Linked DNA regions of Sus scrofa: region 2 is linked to region 1. The links are chromatin contacts, called in public promoter capture Hi-C maps. All regions are on one chromosome and are shown on one strand. Each heading gives the region's core, a stretch centred on a gene start, on an enhancer-like site or on the middle of the called end of the contact. The rest is flanking DNA. Distances are from core to core; before and after follow the strand shown.

Region 1 (3,081 bases), core at 301-2,800:
TAGACTCTTAGGAACCAGAGTATACCCGAAAGTAGTACACCAAGCTCATTACGGATTCTATTCAGGTGGATTATGATGATGTCACTATTTATGGATGTGAATATATTTTCCTACACGGGGGTGTGAGTGTAATTTATTTTCTTTGCCCTCAGGAGGCCCTACAGTGGCTTCACCTGGAATTACAACACTGACCTATGAAACCAACTTTCTCTGTAATTCATTCTTGGAGGAGGGACCTGAGCTTCAGAATGCACTCTCATTGGTGGGACTCTCACAACCTAACTGCTTGCTCAGCAAGTATAAAAGAGCTGTAAACAAGGTCATTATCAATCACCAATTTAACGCTCAGCTTAAGATGCTGGTAGGCAGTTTTCATCCCCAGCCCTACTTCTCAGAAGGCTGCGAGATGACCTGTCTGAGTTCACATAGAGCATATTGCAAAGAGCTGGTGTTAGAAGACTGGCCATATGCCAGCGAATATGTTCTCATGGAGGTGCAGGAAGAGGAGGGGAATTCATAATTCTTGTACCTCTATTGTGGGCAGATCTATGCTAGGAGTTTTTCACATACAAAGATCAAAACACTGGGGTCTGGTCCTGGATCAACCCATTCTTGGCTGTGATATTTTGAACAAGTAAAAAAACAAACACAAAAAAACCCAAAACACCACTTTCTGAGGCCTCAGTTTTCCAAACTCTAAAATGGAGGTAAGAATTCCTGCTTGTCCATCTTACAGGGTTTTTTCAGGAGCCCAAAGGACGAAAAAGATTTGAAAGGGATTTACATACACAAATTGCGATGGCAATTTCCCTTCCTCCCATTTTGAATGCAGATCACAAGTGTGTAGCTTCCTGACAACTCAAGGGATGCACCCTGAAGAACGTAAATAAGAGCAGTGCCAAGCTCGATAAGGTCGGTACGCCCTTTACAGGTAGAGATTCAGAGCGGATGACTCTGCTTTACGAAGACTCATATCCTCAGGGCATCAAGCGGATTACCTTCCATTTTTCTGTTCCCTTGGCCCCAACAATTCACCCGCCCTTTCCCTCTTTACTGAGCACCCTGGAGGAGTGACCTCGCCTCCCAGTTTTATCCTTAGCGCTCCGGCAGGTCTGTCTTTCCCAAAGGAGTCAGAAAAAGGGCTCGGAGGCCAAATGGTCGGATTCGAATTATGCTTCCCAACAGACACTCGCTCGCCATGTGACCTTGGGCAATTCCAGTTCCCTCTCCGAACTTCTCTTTCTTGTGTCTAAAAAACCCTCTCCGCCCTGACCAATTCACGGGCTGCAGAAAGGTGCAGAAAGATAACCGGCAGGAACGCTCCCGACCAGAGTTAGAGCACTGCGCGGGTGGGAGCGGGTTGTCCTCCTCGAGGCCTGGCCCTGTGCTCCCTCAGCCCTTCCGCTGCCCTCCCCACTGCAAGCCGTCTCCGTGACCTTCATGCCTGGCTCGCCCCCTCCGCCCGGGGCGGGTGCTCACCTGCAGGCAGGCTCCGCCAAGGGTTGTGGCCGGGAACCAGCGTTTCAAGGAGACCGCGACCACCGCCGCCATTTTGGTTTCTGACGTCGAGCCCCACCCCTTCACCCCGAGGGCACTCTCCGCCGCTGTCCCACCGAGCACCGCGGCGCCGAGCCAGCGTCCACCGAGGACCCGCTAGCTGCTCAGAACCACCGAGTGGGAGGTGGCTTCCGGTTTCCCGAGTGGGTGGAGGGAAGGCGGAGAAAGCCTGCAAGAACGGGCGTAGTTGCCGTGGGCCGGACGCATGCCCACTTAGTCTCCCGCGTTCGAAGGTGACCTTCCCAGAGGAAGGGGCGGAGCCAGGGAGGGAGGGCCGTGGTAAGGGGTGGGGCTACAGCCTAAGTGGGCGGAGCCATTCGATCTTCGTCCTCTCCCGATTTTTAACCCCTTTCTTCCTGAAAATTTATCTATCATGTCACTCAACTGCGGTTTGCCCGAGACTGACCGGGTTTCAGCACTGCTGCCTCCCAAGAAACCCCTCAGTCCGGGGCAAATCAGGAATGTTGGAGTCCGAGGGGACTTCAACGATCAAGGGCAAAGGTGTCATTCATTCAAAAATACGTATGGAGCACCACTATGTGCCAGGTGCTGGGTACTACAGTGCGTGAGCAAGCCGGGCACCGGTGCCGCCCTCACCAAACTTACCAGACAATTGTAATACGGTAAGTTCTGTTCTGTAAAAGAGGAGCGAGAAGGGAACCCAGGATGGCTCAATCAGTCAGTTAGCGTTAGAAACCATTTCTTGAACACCTACTATGTGCCAAGCATTATGATTCATCTTAATACTCAAAGCAGTCTTTTTATGAAAGAGGTGTGCGTATTTTAACTTTTCTTCTTTCTTTTTTTTCTTTTTTGACTTTGCCTGTTTTAGGGCCGCACCCGCGGCATGTGGAGGTTCCCAAGCTAGGGGTCTGAGCCGCATCTGCAACCTACACCACAGCTCACGGCAACGCGGGATCTTCAACCTACTGAGCAAGGCCAGGGATCGAACCCACAACCTCATGGTTCCTTATTGGATTTGTTAACTACTGAGCCATGACAGAAGCTCCTTAACTTTCTATTTCAGTCATATCAGCTGCTTTATCCAGACCTCTGCATGGGTTATCTCAGAGCCCACCTCACTCTGGGAACTCAATTACCTGGGCAGGTGTGGCTTTTGTCCTTCCTGTCTCAGTCTCTTCAGTCAGCTCTGGCAGTTTATGTAGTTAGCTAACTTTGCAGTTCCCTGTATCTCCCAGGATGATGTTTTCCCTTCTTGGCCCACTTGCTTTTGTTTTGTTTTTGTTTTTGTTTTTTAGGCCTCCCCATAGCATCCCTGGCCAAGGATCAGATTTGAGCCACAGACGTGACCTACGCTGCAGCAGTGCTGGATCCTTAACCCACTGTGCCGGGCTGGGGATTGAACCTGTGTCCCAGGACTCCAGAGATGCTGCCAATCCCCATGAGCCACGGAGGGAATTCCTGCCCACTTGTTTTCGACATATAAAAGTCACCTTTTAAAAGAATTGAGGTTAGGAGTTCCCGTCGTGGTGCAGTGGTTAACGAATCCGACTAGGAGCCATG
Region 2 (2,876 bases), core at 246-2,745, 340 kb after region 1:
CCGCCCGCCTTGGTCGTCGCCGGCCGCGCGGCGCGCTTGCCCCCACCGGGGGCCCCGTCGAGCTCCAGGCCATCTTCGTCGCCGCTACTACCGCCGCCGCTGCTGCTACTGCAGCGCTCGGGCCGCTCGCGCTTCCTGCCGGCCGGGCCGCCGCGCTTCCTGGGCCCGGCGCGGGCCGTGCCGTTGCCCGAGCTCGGCTCCTCCCAGGCCGCCGCCGCCTTCTTCCTGGGCATGGTCGCGCTGGAGGAGACACGGGGCAGCGGCGCACAATGGACGGGTTATAAACTGCGCGGGGGGAGGGGAGCCAGCCGAGCCACCGGCCTCCACTTCCTCCCCTGCCCTCCCCAAAGTGGCGGCCGCGGGGTGGGCGGAGAGGGGGCGAGCCGGGAGGAAATCGCACCCCTCCCGGGCCCCGGCGCGCCTCCTCTGGGGAATCCCGCACGGGAGCCCAGGTCCCCGACTGCAATCCGCTCAAGGAAAGAAAAAAAATGGAGAGCCCCCGGCCCATCCTCAAGTTATGTTTGCCTACATCGCATCACAGTTGCAGCCAGGTTCCCAAAAAAGTGAAGGGAAAGCAAGAGGGAGTCTCTGATCTCCTGGGTTTTAATTAGAGGAGGCTTCGGGACACTTCAAAGATCCCCTTTTGGCTCCTCGGGTGGTGAAGGAACTCCCCCCTCCCCGGTTGCCCCACCTGCTGCTTTTGTCTCCGCACCCCCCCCCAAGCCCACTCAAATGCAATTCTATCGAACCCCCGCGTGAGCCCCCAATTCCGCCTCAGACTGGGGGTTCCGACCTAGGGCTCTAATTAGCCGAATCCCTCCGGGTGGGCTGCCCCCCGCGGGTCAGTGGGGAGGTGGCGCGAATAAAGCGGGCCCCCAGCCCAAAACACCTGCTCGCACAGACACAAAAATTAAACTTTAATGGTGCCCAACTCTCTCCCGGCCCCTCCCGGAGCGTGCAGCTCAGCGGGTCCCTGCGATTCCGGCTGCAAAGTGCCCCGCTCCACCGCTACTTTCCCCCAGCGTCCCTGCGTCTTCGCCCTGTCTGCTTTTCTTTTTTTTTTAATTGATTTTGAACAATGGGATCTCTGTCTGTCTCCGATTAAACCACGTGGGTCCGCCTTCCTTCCCCTTTTTATTCATTCAATTCCTCCCAACCCCCCTTCCCCAGTTTTTTTCCTCCTACCTTTCCCCTCTTAAGAAAAAAAAAAGGGGAAAAAAAAAAACTTTCCCAGACCCCGCAAACTGATCATTGTGGATTTTCATTTTCAGCTCCTACCTGGTTGGAGTGATGCGAAACCGGAGAGAAAAAGAAAGAGCGGCTAAAAGACGAACCAAACGGCTTTTTTTCCCCCCCAGCCCAGACGAGGGCTCCAGCCCACTCACCAGATACACTTAAAATGTAAATACGAGCTTCCAGAACAAATGCTACAACACAAAACAGAAACACATGTGCGGCCGGGAGGCAAGCGAGCGCGCGGCGGGGCGGGCGGCGCGGGGCCCGGGGCGCGCGCGCCCCCTGCTGGCGGGCGGACCCCGCGGCGGCCCGGCCCCCGCCCGCGCCCGCGGGGCAGCCCGGCCCACCGGAGCCTGCGCCGGGCGCCACGCCGCCAGACTTCACTCCCCGGTCCTGCGCGTTTCGCAGGCATTTCGCAGGCGGCCCAGCTCGCCTTGGGCCTTCTACGCAGCGCGTCCTGCGCGTCAGAGATTTCTTTGGGGTTAGGAGAATGTTAGATTGTTTTTCCCCGGACGTGTCTAGACAGGTCACCTGAGGACAGTCGCTGGAAAATAGTTACTTTGCTCACTAAAGCCGCCAACAAGGGACGTGCCCTGATTGAGTGATTGGAGTGAAAGATGAATGCAATTTGAATAATTTTCTCCTGTGCAGAGAAAAGCTGTATTTTATTTGGCTATGGATGTGTCCCAGTATGTAGCAAGGTTCTGTTACATGGTATAGAGTTACATATGTTAGTGAATTATTAGTAATTAATTTGGAGGCCAGGGAGGCACAGGAGGCTAGTCTTGATGGAAATTCTTCATTTTTGGACACATATTTACTGAGCCCTCAGTACATGCAAGGTACACAGTGCTAGGTCTGGGGACACAAAGCTTGAGAATAAGATTTCTGTCCTAGTGGCATGCACAGTCTAATGGGAAAGGGAGATAATTAAACAAGTAATTCCAAGTGTGGTAAGTGATGGGGTTCAAGACATCCTACCCCAAAGTACGCCACCTTGGCATATTGAATATTTTCAACTGAAAGAGTGCTGGCAAAACCCGCAGGAGCAGGAAGGACACTCTAACCTCCCCCTCCCCCCACCCTTCTTCCCCAAACCAGTCCTAAAACCCTCAGGTGAGAGGTGCCCTCCCCATACCAGGAGGACAGAAACACCTTTATCTTTGAAGACAAAGGAACACCAGGAAGAATCCTGATAAACAAGCCTTGCTACGTTTCCTCCAGTCTATTACAATTCACCTCAAGCTCCTTAACCTCTCCGAGTCAGCTAGACTGTCCACTCTTTTATCAGACCTAGCAGACAAATACACAGATCTCTTTCTTTGGGTCTTCATTTCCTTATGAAGTTGCCTTTGTCTTGTAAAGCTTAGGTTAAAATAAATGTGTATGCTTTGCTCCTGTTAATCTGTTTAAGGAGTTCCCTGGTGGCCTAGTGGGTTAAGGACCTGGTATCACTGCTGTGGTGCGGGCTTGATCCCTGGCCCCAGAAACTTATTGCTGTGGGTGTGGCCAAAAAAAAAAAAGTCATTGTCAGCATAACTTTCAAACACAGCCAGAAAAGAGGCTTGAGGTAAAGTTTGGTTTTTTGTTTTTTGGGGGGTTTTTTGCCACTTCCGTGCCATATGGAAGTTTCCCAGCCA

What was found. Promoter capture Hi-C pulls out the DNA fragments that hold promoters and counts their contacts.
Region 2: a promoter capture Hi-C map of liver shows a contact between it and region 1, with 4 times the contacts expected there. The contact joins the promoter of RCC2 here to the promoter of SDHB in region 1. A contact is called at or near these places in 1 of 5 promoter capture datasets (liver), 1 of 47 Hi-C or Micro-C datasets (liver) and 1 of 2 datasets of contacts at active chromatin or transcription factors (alveolar macrophages).

Annotation. Positions count from the first base shown.
Region 1 is chr6:75,676,561-75,679,641 of Sscrofa11.1, forward strand. SDHB (succinate dehydrogenase complex iron sulfur subunit B) reads right to left here and starts at 1,551. Exons shown (of 8, transcript NM_001104953.1): 1 at 1,480-1,551. The coding sequence starts at 1,551.
Region 2 is chr6:76,012,705-76,015,580 of Sscrofa11.1, forward strand. It overlaps RCC2 (protein RCC2), which reads right to left and starts at 1,496. Exons shown (of 13, transcript XM_021095430.1): 1 at 1,386-1,496; 2 at 1-240. The coding sequence starts at 233.